2 separate regions of the Macaca mulatta genome follow, and region 1 is linked to region 2. The links are chromatin contacts, called in public Hi-C maps. All regions are on one chromosome and are shown on one strand. Each heading gives the region's core, a stretch centred on a gene start, on an enhancer-like site or on the middle of the called end of the contact. The rest is flanking DNA. Distances are from core to core; before and after follow the strand shown.

Region 1 (6,244 bases), core at 2,534-5,033, 550 kb after region 2:
TCTAAAAGCCCCATTTGGGAAGAGTGGACCCAAGCCTGAGCCATCTAGCTTGAGTGAAACTGATCCTGTGTCCTGCTGTTCCAGTCATGATTGACTGGACCTGGATCAATGTGTGAGCCAAGGGCTTTCACGTGTTCTCTGCATCTGAGGGAGCCCAGTGGCTGTGAGATACCTTAACAACTGAGGGTTTTCCATGTCACTTGGTCACAAACTCATCTAACCAGATCCTGTTTTGCAGTGGATGGAGGCAACGAACATCTGTGGTTTACTCAGCCTCAATTTCCAATTGTCTCTGCTTCCCAGAAGGCCTTGTGTAATCTTTATCTGTGAGAGGATCTCTGTGAGATAGATATGATAATAGGCATTTTATGAATGAGAAACAAAGGCTCAGCTAAGTCAGCTGATGTACGGTCTGGGAGCTGATGTGAATTAGAGCTAATAGGCCATGCTTTCTGCACAGCACTGCACCATACATTTATATGTATAACCTCAATAAGTGACTGTTTTGTGGGAGTTTGAATTATTTATGAACAGTAGGATAAATAACCAAATAACCAGAGATTCTTATTATTTATTCAGGCTTCAGCACCCAGGAGGGATTGACTGAGATCTTAACAACAGCGGCAGCAATACCTCAGCAAATCCTTATTATCCAGCCTTCAACTATTTTTACCCTGGAAAACAATCTCGATTTTTGACTTTTCAAAGTTGTGTATGCTCCAGGTTAATGCAAGGAAAGTATTAAAGGTGGGAATATGAAGGTATATGTATAAATTTTAGGTACTGAAGGCTTTAAAAATAATTAACATCATCAAAAATGCTATTTTGAATGTTATCATGGCTATTATGCTTTTACTTCCTGACTTTTTGATGAATAAAGTAAGTTTAATGAATCAACTAAAAAGCTGCAAAAATGTTTTTAAAATGTGTTCCTTTTATTACCTATCAGGATTACCTGATGTGCAGGACACATGATACCACACTCACAAATGCCTAATATTGGTCTTTACGTGGCCATTGAGTCCTGTTGACTTTTCACTCATGTGCTCTAGCATTATGGAATCTGGGCTGTACTTGAGTATGGAAATTCTCTTATAGACTTAGTTTTAATATTCTATTACACCTTTGTTAAGCCATATAAAAGTAATCTGTTTGTGTGTAACTGCCAGATACACCACCTGGAATTCCAAGTAAGATAAAGAAGAGGACCTTTAAAAGAGGATGGAATTTTGAGGGTAGGATCGCAAAGAAGACAGCATGAACGTATTTTTTTCAATGCAAATAATTTTTTTGTAACAAAAAAACGAACTACTTTGGTATGATCTTAAGCAAAAATATTCACTGAAATAGTATATGGATGAATTCACCTACTTACAATTTTATTGTTTCTTTGTAACTAATAAACGTGAATCTCAATCCTGCTTTATCTTTGGTATTTATGAGTCTTCTTCCTGGGCTTCTCTCTTTATATTAGAATTTGAGTCACTGCAATTTATTTTTCCTTACCCTTTCTGATTGCCTCCAGAGACACAATCTGACTCCACAAACACTGGCTTCTGTCATTGGCAGGGGGCGAGGGCATTGTGAGCTGCAGGCACACCGGTGTCCTGTCTGTGGCAGGATGGCCAGTGTCCGCAAGGGGCCTTCCTAGTGGTCAGTGAGGAGTGGTTGTTCCCTCCTCCTCCATTTTCCTTTGCTGGGTTCTGGGACTGAAATTCACCACCATCCTCCGCACCCTGTGAGGTAAAAGTGGTAAGTGAGGCCGGGCGCGGTGGCTCAAGCCTGTAATCCCAGCACTTTGGGAGGCCGAGACGGGCGGATCACGAGGTCAGGAGATCGAGACCATCCTGGCTAACACGGTGAAACCCCGTCTCTAGTAAAAAATACAAAAAAATAGCCGGGCGAGGTGGCAGGTGCCTGTAGTCCCAGCTACTCGGGAGGCTGAGGCAGGAGAATGGCGTAAACCCGGGAGGCGGAGCTTGCAGTGAGCCGAGATCCGGCCACTGCACTCCAGTCTCGGCGACAGAGCAAGACTCCGTCTCAAAAAAAAAAAAAAAAAAAAAAAAAGTGGTAAGTGAGCTGTAGCCCTGGGTAAATTCTGGAAGTGATGAAATGGAAGAATCAGAACTTTAAAGTCAACCATTAAAATAGGGGAGCCATTTTTTCCTCTTAAATTTTCAAAGAGGAATTCAGGAGGGAGATAAACAGAAACACATATTTGGTGCCCCGGAGCTGCCTTTCCGAGGAGGATCAAGTGGTACGTCCTGCGGAGCTGTGTCCTTTACAGACAGGGTGTGACCTGGGGTTGGAAGAGAAGAGACGAGAGCAGAAAAGCAGGACAGATAAGTGTTCAGGCCAGTAAAGACAGAGCCTCCCTGAGCACGGAACTGCTCTGCAGTGAGTTGCCATCTGGAGGAGAGGGTTGTTCTTTTCTCTTGGCGAACTCCCGCTTCTCTCTTCCAAGGCACCCTTGCCCTGCATGGACAATTCTGGCTGAGTCTTGAAATGTACACTCCTGGCTCAGGGGACCATGGCTGAGCTGCGGATGACACAGGCTCTCGACCAAACTTCAGTCTCCTCTGAGCCCTTTTCTTCATGAGGCCTTGACCTTGCCACCCTACTCCCTGCAGAGCCCAGTTTAGCAAGAATCCTGCTTAGTCAGTTTCCAGAGTATTCTCCCATCCTTGATATCTGATCATCCTTGATATCTGCTCAGATTCCTCATCTGTCACCCTCAGTGTGTAAGTCCTTGCCTAGTTCAGTAGAATCCTGTTAAGTGGGTTTATCAAGAATCCTCTACACTTGATGTCTCCTCTTAGTGATTTTTCATTCACTGACCCCCAGGAACTTTGCTCTTTGGCTATAAACCCCCAGCAGTCTTCGCTGTAATACAGAGCTGAGCCTAATCTCTTTCCCCTATTGTGATGCCCCTGTTACAATAGCCGTGAATAGTCTTCCTTACCTTTTTAATAAGCGTTTGAGTAATTTTTTCCTTTGATAGCTTGGTACATCAAACAGGAGCCTGACTCCTAAACCATGCTGTTCGGGTGTGCTGATATTGTTGACTGGAATATAACCTGATTTGGAAGTGACAAGTGACTGAGGTGAGTGCCTGCAGGACCAGGTGACATTCCCTCCCGCCAGAAGCAGCCTGGGGACCTTGTGCAGTGCTGAACCTCTGAGCCAAGGCCTTGCCAATGCAGCTGCAGCTGAGGCTCCCCGCCGGGAGCGTAGAAGGCGCTCTCAGACGCCCATTGCCGCTCCGAACTGCCGCTGGGAGAACTCTGGCCTTGTCCCGCTGGCGCAGAGGGCCTGGTAGCATCCTCCTCCACCAGACCCCCACTCTTTGGAACCTCCCTAAACCCCGGGCAGCCTGCGGGGACGGCGGCCGCAGCAGAGAGCTGGACACTGCGCAGGCCAGGCAGGGCCAACCCGCTCTCTACTATTCCTGGGAGAAGCTGCTGCCCGCTGTCTGATTTTTAATTTCAAAATCACGCTTTGTCCTGCAAATGTTGTCTATTGTTTATTTTAGGTCAAATAACCCCATAAATACGTAAGTAAATAAACTGGTCACTTGCAGAGATCGTGGGGGAGGGCACGGCGCCCTGAGCTGCAGGCGACGGAAGGTTGCAGAAGCCATGGGGCGCAGACCAAGTGGAAGCTGAGCCGCCACCTCCCACTCCGCGCGCCGCCCCCCAAAAGGACGCACTGCTCTGATTGGCCCGGAAGGGTTTGGGAACTGCCCACCCTTTGGGCTCAGGGCCAAAGGCCGCACCTTCCCCCAGCTGCCCGGGGCTACCAGCGCGCTGCGGCCTTGCCGCCGGCACCTCGCGGAGAAGCCAGCCATGGGCGCCGCCGGTTCCTCCGCGCTGGCCGGCTTTGTCCTCCTCGCGCAGCCCCGGCCCGGGTGGCTCGGGGTCGCCGTGCTGGGACTGACCGCGGTGGCGCTGGGGGCTGTCGCCTGGCGCCGCGCATGGCCCACGCAGCGCCGGCGGCTGCTGCAGCAGGTGGGCACAGTGGCGCAGCTCTGGATCTACCCTGTGAAATCCTGCAAGGGGGTGCCAGTGAGCGAGGCCGAGTGCACGGCCATGGGGCTGCGCAGCGGCAACCTGCGGGACAGGTACGGCCGAGCGCGGGCGCGGGGCAGCGCTGATCCGCCTCGGGCAAGGGTCTGAGAAGGGAGGAGTGCAGGGGAGGTCTGCAGAGTCTGCTAACAGGTCCTTCCTCCTATTACAAAGAAACTGGGAGTTGGATGAGAAAAGGCCAAAGAGAAAAAGGAACCCTCAGCCCCCAGCATCAGATCCCGGGGCTCTGGGACTCTGAGCACATGGACCCGTTTTCCCGGGTTGGGCGGATTTCCACCTCTCACTGGCTCTTTGGCGTCATGTGCTCCTGCTGAGGTGTGGTATCGCTCCCAGGTGTCTGCCAGAGAGCAAACTTCTTAATCTCCATTTAGTGGAGGTGGCTAGCTTAAAGAGATTGGTTCCCAGTAGCTTTATTTTCAGTGACTTTCTTGAGATCTTGGGGAAAGCTGAAACTGTAGAGTCCAGCCCTCCAAGAGCGCACCAAGGCGGGGCTCATAATAGTAATGACTGCAGTTCAAGGAATACCTTCAGGCGCGGTGGCTCACGCTTGTAATCCCAGCACTTCGGGAGGCCGAGGCGGGTGGATCACCTGAGGTCAGGAGTTCGAGACCAGCCTGACCAACATGGTGAAACCCCATCTCTACTAAGGGAAAAAAAAAAAAATTAGCCGGGCATGGTGGCGCGCACCTGTAATCCCAGTTACTCAGGAGGCTGAGGCAGGAGAATCGCTTGAACCCGGGAGGTGGAGGTTGCAGTGAGCCAAGATTATGCCACTGCACTCCAGCCTGGGCGACAGAGGGAGACTAAGTTAAAAAAAAAAAAAAAAAAAAAAAAAAAAGGCGGGGGTGGCATTGCAGATGCTATTTTCCCCAATTGTCTCAAGCACCCTTGTGGATAAAGAAGCTGAGTTCAGAGCCACACAGCAGCGGAACCAGGACTCTTATTTTCTTTAGCACACTGGGGCTTTGTAAAGAGTGATCTTGTTAATGTTCTGTCTGGGTTCTGAGAGCTGCGTGGATTCCTGGGGTTCAGCAAAGGCTGCAAAACCCGGGAGCCGGCGGCTTTGTCCTCTTTAGGGTCTGGCTTCAGGCCAGCCCCGGGTCTCATTGTGAGGCTGCACTTGAAACTCCTTTCCAGAGAAGCCCTCGCAGCTCAGCAAGTAACACAGGACTCATGGGAGCTGTAACCTTTCTCCTACCAGCTCCCAAGACAGAGGGCAATTCATGACATAGTTGAAACGTTAGTGATACATGCATCTTTGCTTCAGGAAGAAAACCAAGGATCCTAAATATTCCATGTTTTGGGCCAGCCGCGGTGGCTCAGGCCTGTAATCCTAGCACTTTGGGGGGCCGAGGTGGGCAGATCACGAGGTCGGGAGATCGAGACCATCCTGGCTAACACGGTGAAACTCCGTCTCTACTAAAAAATACAAAAAATTAGCTAGGCTTGGTGGCAGGCTCCTGTAGTCCCAGCTACTCGGGAGGCTGAAACAGGAGAATGGCGTGAATCTGGGAGGAGGAGCTTGCAGTGAGCGGAGATCGCATAACTGCACTCCAGCCTGGGCGACAGAAACACTCCGTCTAAAAAAAAAAAAAAAATCCATGTTTTGTATAGTAGACTCTGAAAAGTGGTAGAATTTACTGAATTAGTTTTTGTAGGCCCGAGAGGCAAAGGGCCCTGGAATTTTACTACGTAGATTCAAAAAGCAGTTTTTGAGCTCATATTACAATAGATGATAAGAAGAGCTGGCCTTTGTACCAGACACTATGATAAATTCTTTATTTTCGTTCAACACACACTCCCAGAAAGTGTGATCAAGAGAAGCCAACACTGGCTTACAGTCCTAGGTGATAACCAACTAAACAGAGGTTGTGACACGTGCCAGCGTGCCAGCATAGAGGTTGCAGTGCTGGAAGCTGGCTGGAGCCATCAGGGACAACTTCAGAGAGGAAGTAACAGCTTGAACTGAAAACCGGAAAATAATTCAGAACTTGCTGGGCAAGTAAGTTGGGAGAAGAACTTTCCAGAGAGAGAATAAGCTGGGCAAAGGCACTTGGCTTGAGAGGATGGTGTATGCTGGGGAAAGGCTGGCACAGTCTGTGCCGGGTTGTCCAATCTTTAAATTTCCCTGGGCCACATCGGAAGAAGAATTGTCTTGG
Region 2 (6,224 bases), core at 3,117-5,616:
AGCTAAAAAATTTTAAGATGATCTCATGATTTCTGCTTCCCAATAAACATTTATAACATTAATAAATAAAGTGAAGAAAAGCAAAGGCAAATACCATCAGCAGTTTAAGTCAGGTCCCATTTACCTGCTCTGCTAATTTCATTTTTTATCTGTAAAATTTCACTGTACAAAAGTTTACGTTCAAAACTCTTTATATTACGGCTTGGCCTAGCCTATCTTAAAAGTGCTCAGAACACTTACATTAGCCTATAGTTGGGCAAAATCTTCTAACACAAAGTCTATTTTATAAGGAAGTGTTGAAAATATCTCATGTAATTTCTTGAATACTGTACACTGTAGAGTACAGTCTCTCATATTTGCTGCTGCTACCCAGCATCACAAAAGAGTATCTTACCCATTGTATCACTAGCTCTGGAAAAGATCGAGTTGCAAAACTTGAAGTATGGTTTCTACAAAGTACACATTGCTTTCACATTACTGTAAAGCTAAAAAATTGGAAGCCAAACCATCATAAGTCTGAGATCATCTGTACAGGTTTTGCAAAGGGCCTCACTGGTGAAGAGGTCCATTCTGTTCATTTTCTACATGAATTGATCATAGCCACAATAATATCAACATACACAAACTCAAGAATTTGATTTAGAAGAGTAGTACATTAAACCGTATTTGTAAATCTATAGGTATAGTGCAAATTAATCTAGATGTTTGGGGTATATTTATATCCCCAACTGCCTGTGTAAGTTGGACACATATTCAATCTGTATATACCTGAGTTTTAGCACCTATAATTGTGCCATACTATATTATAACCATTAGCCACATTTGGCTACTTAAATATAAATTAATTAAAATTAACTTGAATTTTAAAAATTCAGTTCCTCAGTTGCACTGGCCACATTTCAAAGGCTCAATAAACACATGTGCCTACAGGTTACCATACTGGACAGTATAGATATAATGATGAAAATAAACAGGATGATATGACGGACAATAACAAGTGGGAACAAGGGGGTTGTATTGACTACTTTAGATCAGGTGGTCAGAAAAGGCTGCCCTGAGTTGACATTTGAGCTGAGACTTGAATGACAAGATGCAACTAGCATGCAAAGATCTGCAAAAGGCATCCAAGGCATAGACAACAGTGAGGGCAAAAACCTCAGCCACAAATGTGGTTGGCTGGTTTAACAACAAAAAAGAGTGTCTGAAGCATAAGAAATAAGAGGAGAGGTGTATAAGGTCCAAGAAATGGCAGGAAGCAGAGTCTCAAGGGCCTTATACACCATTTAAGAACTTTGGATTTTATGTTAAGTGAAATCAAAAACCATACAGGGTTATAAACAGGGCAATGTTAAGCTGGGTGCGGTGGCTCAGGACTGTAATCCCAGCACTTTGGGAGGCTGAGGCAGGTGGATCACAAGGTCAGGAGTTCAAGATCAGCCTGGCCAACATAGTGAAACCCCATCTCTACTAAAAATACAAATATTAGCCGGGCATGGTGGCGCATGCCTGTAGTCCCAGCTACTTGGGAGGCTGAGACGGAAGAATTGCTTGAACCCGGGAGGTGGAGGTTGCAGTGAGCCAAGATCATGCCACCGCACTCCAGCTTGGGCAACAGAGTGAGACCTCATATCAAAAAAAAAAAAGAAAAAGAAAAAAGGCAATGTTTTGATCTAAATTATGTCTTAAAAGCTCACTCTACCTACTGTTGAGAATTATTATGGGAAACCAAGAGTGAAAGCAGGAAGATCTGCTAGAAGAAGACATATCATATCATAGCCCAGGTTGAGAAAAGATCATGGCCTGGACCAGGAGAGTGGTAGAGGGATAAAGAAAATTTGTTCCTTTTTTCTACATTCCCTATCTACAATCCTGCATCTGCTATCCTTCACAGCCAAGCTCCTTGAAATAGTATACTTCACTTTTTAACCCCTTATCCTATAAATATGCTTTCTGCCTCCACTATCCTACTGAAACTGTCCTAAGGTCCAAGTTACTTCCACCTTCCCAAAACCAATGAGCACTTTTCTATCCTTTTCTTACCTGACCTCTGCTGCATTTGCAAAACTGCTGACTATTCCTCACCTTCATCAAGTTCTCACCTTCCTCAGCTCCAAGGGCCTTACTCTCACCTGATTTTCCTCTTTCTTTTACTCCTTCGCAGTCTTCTTCCCAGTAACCTCTACTTGACTTTTAAACACCAGTGCTCCTCTAAGTTTACAGCTTTAGTACTCAGTGCATTTCACAACATACATAATCTTTGAGACTGAATTTACAGTTTTTGCTGTTAGCTCCCCAATTAACGTCTCTGGCCCAGTACTCCCTACTGTTTAGACTATCTATATCTGGTGTTCAACCAGATGTCCTTACTTGGACATACTGTAAACATTTAAAATGCGAAAGGTTGAAAATCTGTATCCTTTATTCTCTTATTATATACACTTGTCCAAACCACAAGCCAAAGACTTCCTAAACTCCCCCTCACTTACTAGTTACAATGCCCATCACCAGACCTTCAGAAGGTCCTGCAGATTCTAACTCCTTTATGTCTTTCTAATCTAGTCCTTCATCTTCATCCTGCTAAGGTTCTTAATTCAAGCTCATATCATTTCTTGCTTGGATTACTGGAAGAGCTTCCCAGTCCATTTCCCTTCTTCCAATCTCTCCTCCACTTTGCTACCAGAGCACATTACGGGTCTTCAACAAACGTTGTTGATTACATTAAGTACAAATCTGACAATGTCATTTCTCTACTTAAACTTTCAGAGAAACGCCACAACTTTCACAGGGCTTCTCATGGTCTAGCTCCTTATCACTATTACTGCCTCATTGCCCCAATTCTTCCTCTCCCATCCTCGTCTCTAGCCACTCAGCTTTTCTTAGTTCTCTAAATACCATGCCATTTCAGTCCTTCCTCTGCACATGCTATTACCGCTCCTTTACTCCTCTAACTAGTACTTCAAAGGTAGGCTTAAGTATCACCACTTGAAGAAAATGCCTCACATCTATCTCAATCACATTGAATGGAAGTTAGTGATTTGTCTGTAAACCATAAGTTCCTAGAGGCAGGGTCCACCAACCTTATTTGGTTTGTAGCACCAATGACTGGCACAGAGTATGTAATCATTCACAGATGGGTTTGATTTGATATCTTCTAAATTTTTTTTTAAAGGGAGAAGAGCTTAGTGGGCCTTATATCACCGTTCCGGCATAGCACAGAGTAAGAACACTGTACTACAAAGCCAAACGTGCTTCATGTTGGAAATGCAAAAATAAAATAAAATAAAACACAAGGCACACCCTTTCAAAAGATGAAATGTAGGAAATTCTGAGAGCCTATGTAGTATCTAAGAAACCAGCCTTGGAACTTTATACTACGTGGGGAAAGGCTTATTTAACACTTTGATGATAAAAATAGGTGGAAGGCTTCTCATCCCAATAAAGCAAATTAACCTTTCTTGGCTATGTCACTGTAATTTTAGTTCCTAATGTAGATTCTCGTTCACTTCCCGACAGGTTATTTTCCTTCTTTGAGAGACTCTTACCACCTTAAGAGTCACTCATTTGTCAGTCAGCCATTTGTTCTCAAAATCTGAATGGGGGAAACGCGGATGAAAGAAGGGAGAGTGTGGGGGGATGATCAACACTTTCGGAACGAGAGGTGGTAGAAGGCCACAGTCCCCGGGATGGAAGAGTGGGCGCTGGGGCAATACCAGAGTGGAGCGCTGACATGTGGCAAGGAACGGGGAGGATGCGATCACGGAGCAGGCAACATGAAACAAGGGACGACCCCAGGCTGAAGATGGGAGACGGAGAAGATACTTAGAGAGAAAGCTAGGAATGTGGGGGGAGGGGGGAGGGAGGAAGTGGTGATAGGCAGAGGCGAGAGGAAACGAGACGCAGTTTTGGGCCAGGGATCAGAGGGGCTGAGGAGAATAGCTGGGTCGAGAGGAAGACAACACAAATGGGGCTTCAGGACGAGGTGGGCAGGGGTTCATCCCGGAACAGAGGGGAGGCACGGGAAGAACTGGGGGTCCAGAGGGCAGAGGCAGGAGGCGCAGAGCGAGTAGGAGACCCGAACCCGCCGAGCAGAGGCCGCGGGTGACGGGGGAAGGAACGGAGAGGTGAGAGGCACTTACTGGGGTCCCTCCGCAAGGCGCCGCTGGGGATCTCCTCCCGCAGGTGAGGAAAGAGGAAGTCCCGGGCGGCCTGGAGGTCCTGGAAGTAGCAGAACTGGACAATGGAGCAGGCCATGGCTCCGGGGAACCCCACTACGGCACTCACCTTACCTCACCACGCCCTGCCCCCTCCACCCCACTGCGGCCGCCGCCGAGCCCCAATAGCTCTAGCCAAACAGAAGGCGGAGAAACCAAACCGGAAGCTGTCACTGACACGGGTCCGCTGTCTCGGAGTACTGAGCAGGCGCAGGCTGGCCCAGGCGCCTAGGGAGGGCTGGCCAGGGTCACGTGACTAGGGCGCCGCTGCTGCAGGTGGAGCCAAAGTCTACGTGGAGGCTTGGGGCAGATTTTCAGTCCCAGTTCTGCGTCTACACCAAGGAATGAACCCTTTCATTCATTCTGGCTTTTAGCCAGAGGTGTTCTAATTGGACTTGTCCGCGCAGGCCTTTGACTCATTCAACCAATCTTATTGATGCCCTAATATTGGCACGATCTTGATGTTTCACAGAAAATAATTCGTTTTAAACTAGTGGCAGGCCAGTGGGGGACTGTATCCTGCAAGAGTCGGATTTTGAAAAGATTAATTGCTCTTCCGGAGATTAGCCCCGTCAAGGCTGGCTTTAAATGCTCCTGCTATAAATTTCCATAGTACTATGCAAGCCCAATATAGTACGTGTTAAAGTGTATTATACTCTTATGTTTTCATTATTCATTTGGTTTTTCATTCATGCATTCATCCATCCATTCGACAAATATTTGTTAGCCTTTTAAATGCCAGCCACGCAGGGTGCTGAGCATTAGAGAACAAAAGAGAAGAAATACCTTTTCCCAGAAAGTTAGAATTCTAGTGACTGATACAGGCAGTAAGAAATTAATTACAGTAGTTCACTTTAATCCAAGGGGATATGTTCTAAGACCCCCAGTGGATGACTGAAACCATGGATAGTACTGAAACCTGTGTATGCGTGTTTTATTTTTACCTGTACATACATATGATAAAGTTCAATTTATAAATTAGGCACAGTGAAATATTAACTATAACTAATACTTAAAATGAATAATGTGGAAAATGAACCCATGGATAAAAGGGGGGACTACTGTACTCAACTATTTAACTGAAATTGTGATCATGCTAGTAAGTGCTTCATAAATATTTGCTGAAGAAATAAATGGAATGTGTACATAAAGTAAATAGAATAACCTGTTTCTTTTACAAAGCACTGTTTTTGAAAGTACTTTACATTGTCCATTTGGAAAGTCACAAATACCATCTAAAAATAGTGTGTCTTATCTCATTTTTTAAATGAAGAAATTGAGTCGTCTCTGAGCAGACTTTAAGTTATTTTTCCAAAAAGTAAAAACAAAAAAATATATTTTAATGTGAACACAAAGATCTGTAGGCACTTACACATTCCCCAAAGGAAACTTAAAGAGGCCATCCACTTTTTATGAGAAAATGGCACAGGAATAAATAGAAAGCAAGTGGATGGGGTCCAGAGCATCCATTTCTGTCTGTCCTGTGGACATACACACTTTGTCCTAATAATATAACAACTATAATTTAGTGCCTAGGTTCCTACTCCATTATTTCCTACTTCTAGAGTAGGATGCTTTTCACAAAATAGGGCAGGCAATTTCTATGTTATCAGGTTAACAGCAATCAGTTCTTCACCTATAAAAGGCAGTTGAATCAGACATGCTGTAAGGTCCCTTTAAGCATCAGGGACCTATACTTCTGTAATCAAAGCTTTCAGAAAAGGCAAGCTGCCGGTGCTCCCTTCTTCCATCTGAAGAAATGCGATGTTTCCTCAGATCATCACTAACTAGGATAATCCAGCCCTGATATGATTATTCCCTAAAGTCCAGCACCAATCCCAAACTAAACTAAAATTTAAATTTAGATTCTTAGTGTTACTGGATGAATAACGAACACATGACTCTTTCTGGAAGGGGACTGTCATTCCTTGAAAACCATTCAAGTTCCTATTCAGGTAAATGCATTTTATGCAAGTAACCGCTGTTGGCTGATTCTGCTGGCCTTTGTTCTGC

What was found. Hi-C and Micro-C count contacts between places; a contact is called where the count stands out from the background.
Region 1: a Hi-C map of fetal cortex germinal zone shows a contact between it and region 2, with 2.5 times the contacts expected there. The contact joins the promoter of MTARC1 here to the promoter of RAB3GAP2 in region 2. A contact is called at or near these places in 2 of 14 Hi-C or Micro-C datasets (fetal cortex germinal zone and fetal cortical plate).

Annotation. Positions count from the first base shown.
Region 1 is chr1:78,611,820-78,618,063 of T2T-MMU8v2.0, forward strand. MTARC1 (mitochondrial amidoxime reducing component 1) reads left to right here and starts at 3,784. Exons shown (of 7, transcript XM_015115809.3): 1 at 3,784-4,120. The coding sequence starts at 3,846. MTARC2 (mitochondrial amidoxime reducing component 2) reads left to right here. Exons shown (of 8, transcript NM_001257477.1): 8 at 580-869.
Region 2 is chr1:78,060,523-78,066,746 of T2T-MMU8v2.0, forward strand. It overlaps RAB3GAP2 (RAB3 GTPase activating non-catalytic protein subunit 2), which reads right to left and starts at 4,367. Exons shown (of 35, transcript XM_077937751.1): 1 at 4,137-4,367. The coding sequence starts at 4,251. It also overlaps the pseudogene LOC106993500.